Linked DNA regions of Xenopus tropicalis: region 2 is linked to region 1. Evidence: chromatin contacts called from public Hi-C data. All regions are on one chromosome and are shown on one strand. The core of a region is the stretch at or near the end of the contact, and the rest is flanking DNA. Distances in the headings are between cores, read along the strand shown.

Region 1 (4,722 bases), core at 1,371-3,870:
TCCCTTTCATTCACCTTGAAACAGCCTTTAATTACAGATACCAACTGAGTTGGGGTTTTAAACATCACAATTACAAGAAAACAATATGGCACTTACCATTTTTGGGCAAACTCTGTATCACGCTGACTGCTGCTTCAAATCGTGTCTGGTGAAGAGGTTTGGTGTCCGCCATGTTGTCGTTTTTGAAAGGGTCAAAACAATGCTTCTACCAACAAAGCTTAAACTAAAGAGAACCAACTGTTAGGACAGAGATCCATACATGGCTACATTTCTGATGTGTATCTTGGTAAATGGTATGGATGTGTGGAATCCTTATTTTTGATATTGGGCCAAATCTTACATTTTTAACAGAGGATTCAGCTGAATCCTGAACCAAAGCCGGGCCCTAATTTGCATATGCAAATTAGCATCTGGTACAGAGGAAAAAACCTGTGCAATAGTTAGCAACTTTTTTAAAATGTGCGACTGCAATTCCCCTAATATTTAAGTTTTGGGTTTGGTTCAGCCAGGCTCTTGGGTTCAGCTGAATCCTGGTGAAAAAAGACTTGGATATGACCGAGCCCAGAATTGAATCCTGGATTTGGTGCATCACTAATAACTGGGTCACCTAGAAATACAGTAGAATATAATGTGGCAGTAAAGCAGCACAAGTTTCACGATCATGTATTTAAAAGATTCATGTATTTAAAAGATAACAGAAGCAAAATGCCAAAGGCTATCTAAATAAATGGGACATTTTTTTGATACCCTATGACAGCCACACACACAGTTATGGGATTCAATGTAAAGAGCTTAATTCAACAGTGTTGCTGGGCCCTTAAGACCAGGGTGATATGCATGATCAGTACAGTCACCCTGGTAGAACAGTAATAAAACTTACGTTTTTTATGGTTTTATGTGTAAATGTAATTGTGTTGAGACACTCACTTATGACGGGTAAGTTCTGTATAAAAGGACACATAAAATCCCCCAGTGTCCCCTATAAAGACAACCCAAAGCAGGTGAGATAGGAGATAAAGGTATATAAATATGCTATATATGTGGAGTATAAAATATAAGTCTAATATGCCATCTTATAAAATCACAAGGGCTTGACGTGATAGTGCTGACTAGCTAAGCCCCTACGTGCACTTTGCTATTTGCACAGCTATAACCACAGAGTACACAAAAAGTTGTAAAAGGGGTGTTACATACTTTTGAGATAAGGCATACTATGATTTATAAAAGGCTAAGGCTTGCAGGGTCTCACTTGAAGCTGTTTGTGACACATTTCAGTTATTGTTCAATGTTGCTGAAAGCTTCCACAAGACTCAGTTATGCTGAGAACCTTCTCAGGGTCTTGTTCTATAACAAGGTTCTGGTAAATTAAAATTATCAACAATTGGCATTGAAAAAAAGTATATCTGATTGTTTATATTCTCTGTACTCCAAGTTCTGATTCCCAAAACAACGTAGCAAAAGTCATTGTCTTCCAGACCTGGAGGAGGAGTGGATGTCTGCTTCACTGGTTAAGGGTGAAGACACTCGGAGCTACAAGTAGCAGCTACTTGTCACAGCTACATTATAATAATTGTCCCTATGTGTGTTTTAATAGAGGGAATTCTCAGTATTGTCTATGGCAGAGTATGTTCTGGTCTCAAGTGGCTGCTACTAAAGGTCCCCATACACGGGCCGACTATAGCTGCCGATATGGGTCCCTTGGACCGATTCGGCAGCTAATCGGCCCGTGTAGGGGTAGAACAGAGCGGCCTGACCGACCGATATCTGGCCTGAAATTGGCCAGATCTCGATCGGCCAGGTTAGAAAATCCAGTCGGATCGGGGACCGCATCGGCTCGTTGATGCGGTCCCCGAACCGACTGCCCCATAACCACAAACCCCAGGGCCAAACGATTGGATTATTATTTTTTTAAGTTAGTTGCTACCCGATATCGCCCACCCGTAGGTGGGGATATCGGGTGAAGATCTGCTCGCTTGGCAACATCGCCAAGCAAGCGGATCTTATAGTGTATGGGCACCTTAAGTAGCTCTGTGTGTCTTGGCCCGTAAAAGGCAGACATAAAGAACAAAAATGGATAAACAACTGATTCAGCAGGAATGATAATCCCTAAATGCACAATGAACAATGAAAGGGAAAATACATCAAGGGGTTACTTTGGTGCTCTAAGAATCAATTGGCAAAAAAAAAACCAAAACCCTAATTACAAAGGATACTACATATATGGCAATAAACACGTAGGTACCCTTCAGCCTTGGGCTGGCAATGCATGCTGGGTATTGTAGTTCAAGACTAACTACAGGTTTTCGCACATGACAGACTGCAGTAGTGGGACGCTAACTTGTTCCTGTACTATACCTCCCATTCCCCTTGATTATGCCAAAAGTTGCAGTTGATAAGGGCCGCCGCTTGCATCCCCCTACTGCCCTAGCTTAGAGCCATTGGGCGACTAATCTCTTCAGCAGCCTGACATTTGCTCTTTACCCTGCGCCGCCAGTCTGCCATGGTTAGGGGAGTCCCAGGCACTCAGAAGTCAGGGGTTATTCGTGCGGGTCACAGAGTAAGGAGTGCGGGAAGGGCTCGGTCACCTCTCATTCCACCTGCAGCAGCCCAGGAGCCATCACTCTTACATAGCCACTAATGACCAGCCTCCAAGTTCCTGTCACAACAACCTCGCCGCATCACGTGACTCCCCCACTACCAATAGCACCGCCCGCTGGGAATTGTAGCGCACAAGGTCCTGTGTTCTCACGTAAACGCGTCATGTTACGTACAGCCTCGGTTTCGCCCTCGTATCAGAAAGCGCAATCAGTGATTGGTTCTAGAATTAATCTGACTAAAACCGCCTCATTATCCGAGATTAGAGCGAGGGGTTGGCACGGAATCGTTCCTGCTTGAATTAGAATCCCAGGAATTCCGGCTGCCGCCATTATTTGGTTAATTTATGTAGCCCTGGAAAATATTTCCGTGTAAAGCCCTTGGATTTCCCCTTCCCCACAAGAAATAAAAAGATATTCCAATACTACCTTACTTCTTTTATATTTTTCACCATATCTGAAATGTTAGCTGGCAAGAGGGTGAACATAAAAACTTGGTGTAAACTTGCTTGACAGGCTGAATGTTTAAGATTAACTCAAATCCTGCAAAAGGTGGTGGGTGTCAGCAGTGCAGATGGCCACTGATGCTGTCAACCACCAGTGCTGCTGGGCAGGCCTGGCAGTCTGTGGCACAACCTGGTGATTTATGAGCCTTTGACAGACTAGATCAGTGATCCCCAACCAGTGGCTCGTGAGCAACCCCTTGGATGTTGCTCTCAGTGGCCTCAAACCAGGGAGTTATTTTTGAATTCCTGACTTTTGGGCAAGTTTTGGTTGCATAAAAAAACAGGTGTACCGCCAAACAGAGCCTCATGTAGGCTGTCAGTCCATATAGGGGCTACCAAATAGCCAATAACGGGTATTATTGGTACCCCCAGGAACATATTTTATGGTTGTGTTGCTCTCCAAATCTTTTTACATATGGATGTTGCTCACGGGTAAAAAAGGTTGGGGATCCCTGGACTAGATGGTCTAGATTAATTGGCCACAAAAGGGGCTTGGAGTAGATGGTGTCTAGGTGGATAAAAAGCATGTTTGGGCGTATGAAATAAAGGATATGGTTTATTATATGCATATTTATTTTACAATTTGGGTTTCAACAGAACTGTCAACTTCCCCCTATTATTTTGGTGCCTTCATGGGAATACTTATATCCCCCCCCCCCAGCCCCGGTCTGAAGAGAGCTGGGAATAACACTGAATTTGGGATTCTTGTGCTGTAACTAGATTGTCTCTGGTTGCAAACTTCTAAAGCACCTTCTTATGCTTAATATAAATCCCACCTTGCACACAGTGCCTAGTAAAGGATTAATGGGGGATGGGAGAATTAATCTCATGTTCTGTGATGTATGGATGGGCTAGCATGCTGCTGCAACATGGACAGAAGCATCAAATCTATGGTAATTTTAGGCTCTCTAAAGCTGGCCAAACAATTAAATTACAGTCATGAGAATAGGACCCATTAGAGAGACTACAAACCTGCCTGATCCGACAGGAAAGTCAAACCTCCCCAATCGACATCTGCCCAATTTTAGGCCAGCTATAACTTGGGTAGGCCCATCGGGGGTCCCCATACACGGCAGATAAGTTGCCCAGCTGGTGTGTAGGACCCGAATCTGCAGCTTACATCTGTCCATGTAGAACCTTTAAAGAGTAGCTGTCACCCCAAAAAATAATTCCAAATTCTTTTCTATCATGTTAGTTGAGCAAAAAAAACGGTACTTAAACTATATAAACTATTTAATTTTTCCATTCAGTCCTTCACAGTAAGCAGGCAGGCGTTAACGCTGCTATCAAGGCAAGTTTTGTATCACCCTGAAATCTTAGGGCTCTGGCACACGGGGAGATTAGTCGCCTGTGACAAATGTAAATCGCCTGTGGGATGGTATACGCGGCCATCCCACCGGCAATTAACATTTTCGTTGGTGGGATGGCATTTCGGGGAGATTAGTCGCCCGCGAACAGGGAGATTTGTCGCGGGCGACTAATCTCCCTGTGTGCCAGAGTCCTTATGCATTTGCCATCTAGGTAATATCTAGGAAGTGCTGAATGGAAAGTGAAATTAAGTCTGAGCTAACATTAATATATTGCCTGCCCTGCCTCGCTGCCTCAGATTTTTAAAACACTTA
Region 2 (4,722 bases), core at 1,116-3,615, 51 kb after region 1:
GGTTTTTGTTATTTTTTGCCTAGAACAAAAACTATAACCACTTTAACTTTCCAACTTCCTGTCTCAATTCATGTTTCTTCCTTGTTTTTCCTTGTCACTGTTTGAGAAGTAGTAGGTGGTAGAAATAATAATAAAAAAAAAAGAGAACAGTTCACAGATAAGCCCTCTGTATAATACACTGCTCCTTATCTCAAAAGCTTCAGCATAGGCAAGGGAGGGGTTTGTTTATATAAAGGTCCTTATATGCATTTGCACACCTGTTGGGGGGCGAGTGCTCCTATAAAATGCAACACAACTTTTAATTACTAGATTAATGAAAAGTATAGCCAGAATGCATTGTCAGCACAAGTCCTGTTTATTGTGGCCATGCTGAGTAAAGTTGTGTATAGGTATATACAGTCCCTTAACCCTTAACTGCTAAAGCCTTAATAACCCGGAACAACTGCAGTTCTCACTCACCATCAGCAGTCATGACATTATTTAAAGATCTAATTAAGCATAGTTTCATGAAGTTTTTTTTTCTCACATTACTTTTAGTATATAGAAGATGTAGGTAATCTAAGCAACTTTGCAGTTGACTTTTTTTTTTCTCAAAGATATATAAATGTGTGTAAAATGTATGTTTTCCCCCCTTCAGTCAGTGACACAAGTAATTGCATAGTGTTCACTGGAGAACTGTAAAACAAACTTATTGTATTCACATTAAAAAGACCAACTGCAAATTGTATTACAGTACACTGGCTGCATTATACTACTTACAGTAGCCTTGGCCTTCAATAAAGTAGTTATTTTGCACTGTTATGAAATGCTCACACAATTGTCTGTTTAAATGGGTGTGTAAATCACTGCATCTAAGTCTGTTGGTACTACACGTTGCATGTTATAAATAAAAGTTTACCCTTAAAGGTCCATTAATACAAATAAAATGGCTCCATATACATAAAATGGTTGTTGTGGGTCTGACAGACCATCAAGGGGTGTATATATAATTATCTTCTGGTGTTTGATTATTTTATATGGCGGCAACAAGTTCCACCCTGCTTACAGCCCCAAAGCCTAAATCTCCAGGCATTTGTATAAAGTAAATGGAACCATTTTTTTTGTTGGTCGCCCTTTAAAGGGATGGTCACAGCAGTTTCTGGCCTTACGCACCACAAGACCTGTCTGCCTCCTTTGTTTTTTGAATGCAGATTTTATGATGAAATGACAATATGGCTTGAATGGACATTTGCAGATCTACTGAGATAACTAGAATTGCCATGCATTAAAGGAGAACTAGAAGTTCTGAACCATATTAGATCATTTATATGCTATTAAGTGTCCAGCCATACAAATTTATTCAGCTGCTTTATAATTAGAAGTTGATATTACCCAGTTGCATCTTTTACTTTGAGCCACCTTGTGTGATCAGCTGACAGGAAATAACGCAGCTTCTAGATGTTACAGGAAGATGTGTGGGATTAAAAAAATAAAATACAACTCCAAACAATGTCCATACACTGGCTGCTGTACTAGCATGAATGTGTGCCCTTGGTTTGTGTGTAAGCAGTGCCTCACAAGAGCCAGAGGGATGGACTTTAGAACAGGTATGGGACCTGTTATCCAGAATGCTCAGGACCTGAGGTTTTCCGGATAAGAGATCTTTCCGTAATTTGGATCTCCATAACTTAAGTCTGAAAAAAATCAGTCAAATATTGAATAAACCCAATAAGAGTGTTCTTGGGATCAAGTACAAGGTACTGTTTTATTACAGAGAAAAGGAAATCATTTTTAAAAATTAGAATTATTTGCTTATAAAGGTGTCTATGGGAGATGACCCTTCTGTAATTTGGAACTTTCTGGATAACGGTTTTCCGGATAAGGGATCCCATACCTGTACTTCAAATGGCAGTTTTTCAAAGTAAAGCTTACCAATAATTATATTGAAATGATCCAAAATGGAGGCAGTCTGGTCCCAACCGGTTAAGTCTCGTACTGGTGTTTTGATTTTTTTTTTTTTTTTTCTTTTATTGACACACGTTAAAATAATAAATAGAAAAAAAAACAAATACAGAAGTATTGTAGAAATGACACCTATATTGGCTAACAATAAAGATACATTGCAAGCTTTCAGAGCTCCGAGGCCCCTTCGTCAGGCAAAATACAAATGAATTACTTTTGTATTTGTGTTTTTTATTGATTATTTTTGCTACTGGCTAACACGGTACTACAGTTTTTGTTTTGCGATTGACACACATGTTGTAACTGTTCTGCTTTTGGTCCCTGTAACTGACTGCCGCTTGTTGTCTTTCTTTTCCTGTTACCTCTGCAATGTGGTGTTGCTGCTTCCAGTTTCTATCGCTTCTCCCCCTCCCCCCATGCCTCAATTGACTCCACAGATCCCTCTCACAGGCTTCGTGGCCAGGGTGCAGGAAAACAGTAAGTCCTTTCACACTGCTGAGGATCACCAAGCCTCACTCTGTCTGCATGGCTAGCAAGATGGCTGCCAAGGGGCGCTTAGCCAGTGGGTTTGGGGGGGTGGTGGTGATTGGCGCTAGATCGTTCTCCTAAACAAAAGGTGGTACATTTACAGTACTCAGTGCATGTTCTATGTGTGTATGCCAGCTATTATAAAAAGCAGGGTACTCATAGCCGCAAGAAATACTATGCAACTGCATGTTCCTTGTGAGTTTTAGGGCATATCTCAGTTACTGGTCAGGTAAGTGCAAATGCTTCTTATATAGAGGACGACATTTTGGGATGCTCAGTATAGATTAGGATTTCTCGAAATCCCTTTTTTTTCCCTTTTCTGCACCCTGCAGTATTTTGACTTATGACTTTCCCCCCCCCCCTCAGGTTTTTGTGGTTTATTAACAACAAAACCTGAGGATAAATTTTTCGCCTCTCCTGCTAATATTCAGTAGGAAGCAATACAAATGTGGAGCCCTCTTTTTGCAGGAAATAGTGAGATATACTTCCTTTCTCTCCCCCATAGCTGACACTCCACAGGAAGCAGTAAGTGGGAATCCCTTACCCAGCAGCCTATCCCCAGTATATCTGTAGTGGCAATAATCTCTAAGTAATATGTTTCGAGCCGTACTGGGTGTTAAGTGATAGGTCAGTTACCCAATATGGAACATGTTCTTGGGCCTAATTATATTAAAACAGTCATGTCTTACAGATAAACGTGTAAAGCACTTTGGTACAATAGCAAAGCCTTTAAATGGGCATATCCAGAGGTTAGGAGTAAAAACTCTGGCATAGAGGCCTCACTTTTTGGCCCCTGTGCTCGTCAGGAAGGGAGAGACATGGAACTGTGTGTCTGTGTGTGTCCCACTGTATATTTAGTCCTGTACCTCTGTTTCTGGTTATCTGTCTGCTAATATTTGTCTGCCTTTTGAATGAGCAACAGTTCTCAAATTCTTTGTGGTGCCTCAGACCTAGGATATGCACAGCTTCCAGCGCTGGAGAAATCTGTTGAGTGTATCTACACCGTGCTACAGTATTCCCATGATTTACACCAGGGGTGGCCAAAAGGTCGATCGTTGTCCACCTGTCGATCCCCCATGGATTTCTGGTGGACCGCGTCGAAACCGGGAAATGTGGTAGCGCGGCGCATTTATTGGGAATGCGTGCGTGCGTACGTACATGGGGATGACTCAAAAGTCGATCGTCGGGGGGAAAAAGTCTGGGCACCCCTGATTTACACTTTTGCTGTATAATAGAGCCATAATGTAGAGCTATTACAATGCCATCTGCTGGACATACACTACAGTGACAGTACAGCTCCCTATCTTCTTTTCTGCCCTGTGCTACTGTCACTTACCTAAGCTTAGGGACTGACTCACAATATACAGCATATATTCAATATATAATTAACAGAAGGTTTAAAAAAAAAAAGAAAAAAAAAAAAAAAGGCTTCATTTACAACAATTCCTAAGTTTAGCTTCTTAAGAGCAGTCCAAAAGCACACTGAGCATGGGCAGTGTCACTGACATTCAAAAGTTGGCTAACCAGATCAATGATATGCAACTTCTGTGAAGGGCTGGATCATTACTGTTATAGGACTGCCAAACCTCTGGGCTGGTACAGTAAGTTCTGGGAATAAAGTACAGCATTGCTAGCCATATCATTTTTATAATTTAACCTTATTTGACCTTGTATCTAACAAAAAGTAAAATCATTTAAAAAAAAAACAAAAAAAAAACTACTAATTCAAAATGAAGACCAATGCAAATTGTCTCAGAACAGCACTCTGTACATTATACTAAAAGTTAACTCAAAGGTGAAGAACCCCTTTAACATAAATAGGGTATAGAAGAATGTACACTACTTCTTGTGTATGTAGTTGCCGGGGAGCTGTCAAATGGTTTAGCCGTAGGAGTGGGGCTTTGGCATTACCAAGATGCTGGCATTGCTGCAGGGTATATAGTGTGTATATATGTATATATGCCCAATGGATAACATTAAAATGCGTGCTAAAGCTTTGAGGCATGAGAAGATGCTTGTGTACTGTGGCTGATGCATGAATCCTCTAATGCATGTGTCTGTACCCTCTTTTTGTGGATGGGAATAGTTTTAACCCCTTCATCTTGAAGTCTGTATTACCCTAGGACAGTGCTGTCCAACTGGCGGCCCGCGACCCCCATCTGTGTGGCCCCCTACCTGTCTGAATGCTTTGATAGATTACCTTTGTGTAAAATTTAAATGGTATCAGTACTGTGATTACTTGGCCCCCTGCAT

Evidence for each region. Hi-C and Micro-C count contacts between places; a contact is called where the count stands out from the background.
Region 2: a contact with region 1 is called in a Hi-C map of neurula embryo, with 1.8 times the contacts expected there. The contact joins the enhancer-like site here to the promoter of acbd5 in region 1. A contact is called at or near these places in 3 of 5 Hi-C or Micro-C datasets (brain, neurula embryo and tailbud embryo).

The regions. Positions count from the first base shown.
Region 1 is chr6:24,946,791-24,951,512 of UCB_Xtro_10.0, forward strand. It overlaps acbd5 (acyl-CoA binding domain containing 5), which reads right to left and starts at 2,621. Exons shown (of 13, transcript NM_001008179.1): 1 at 2,482-2,621; 2 at 97-223. The coding sequence starts at 172.
Region 2 is chr6:24,997,851-25,002,572 of UCB_Xtro_10.0, forward strand. It overlaps abi1 (abl interactor 1), which reads left to right. Exons shown (of 10, transcript NM_001007487.1): 8 at 2,332-2,418. Among named protein-coding and RNA genes, the nearest start is that of pdss1, 24 kb to the right of the region's middle. Within about 2 kb of position 2,366, at least 3 of the 11 cell types and tissues checked have an H3K27ac peak or open chromatin away from gene starts, as enhancers often do. A contact at or near this core is called in neurula embryo, where this site is marked.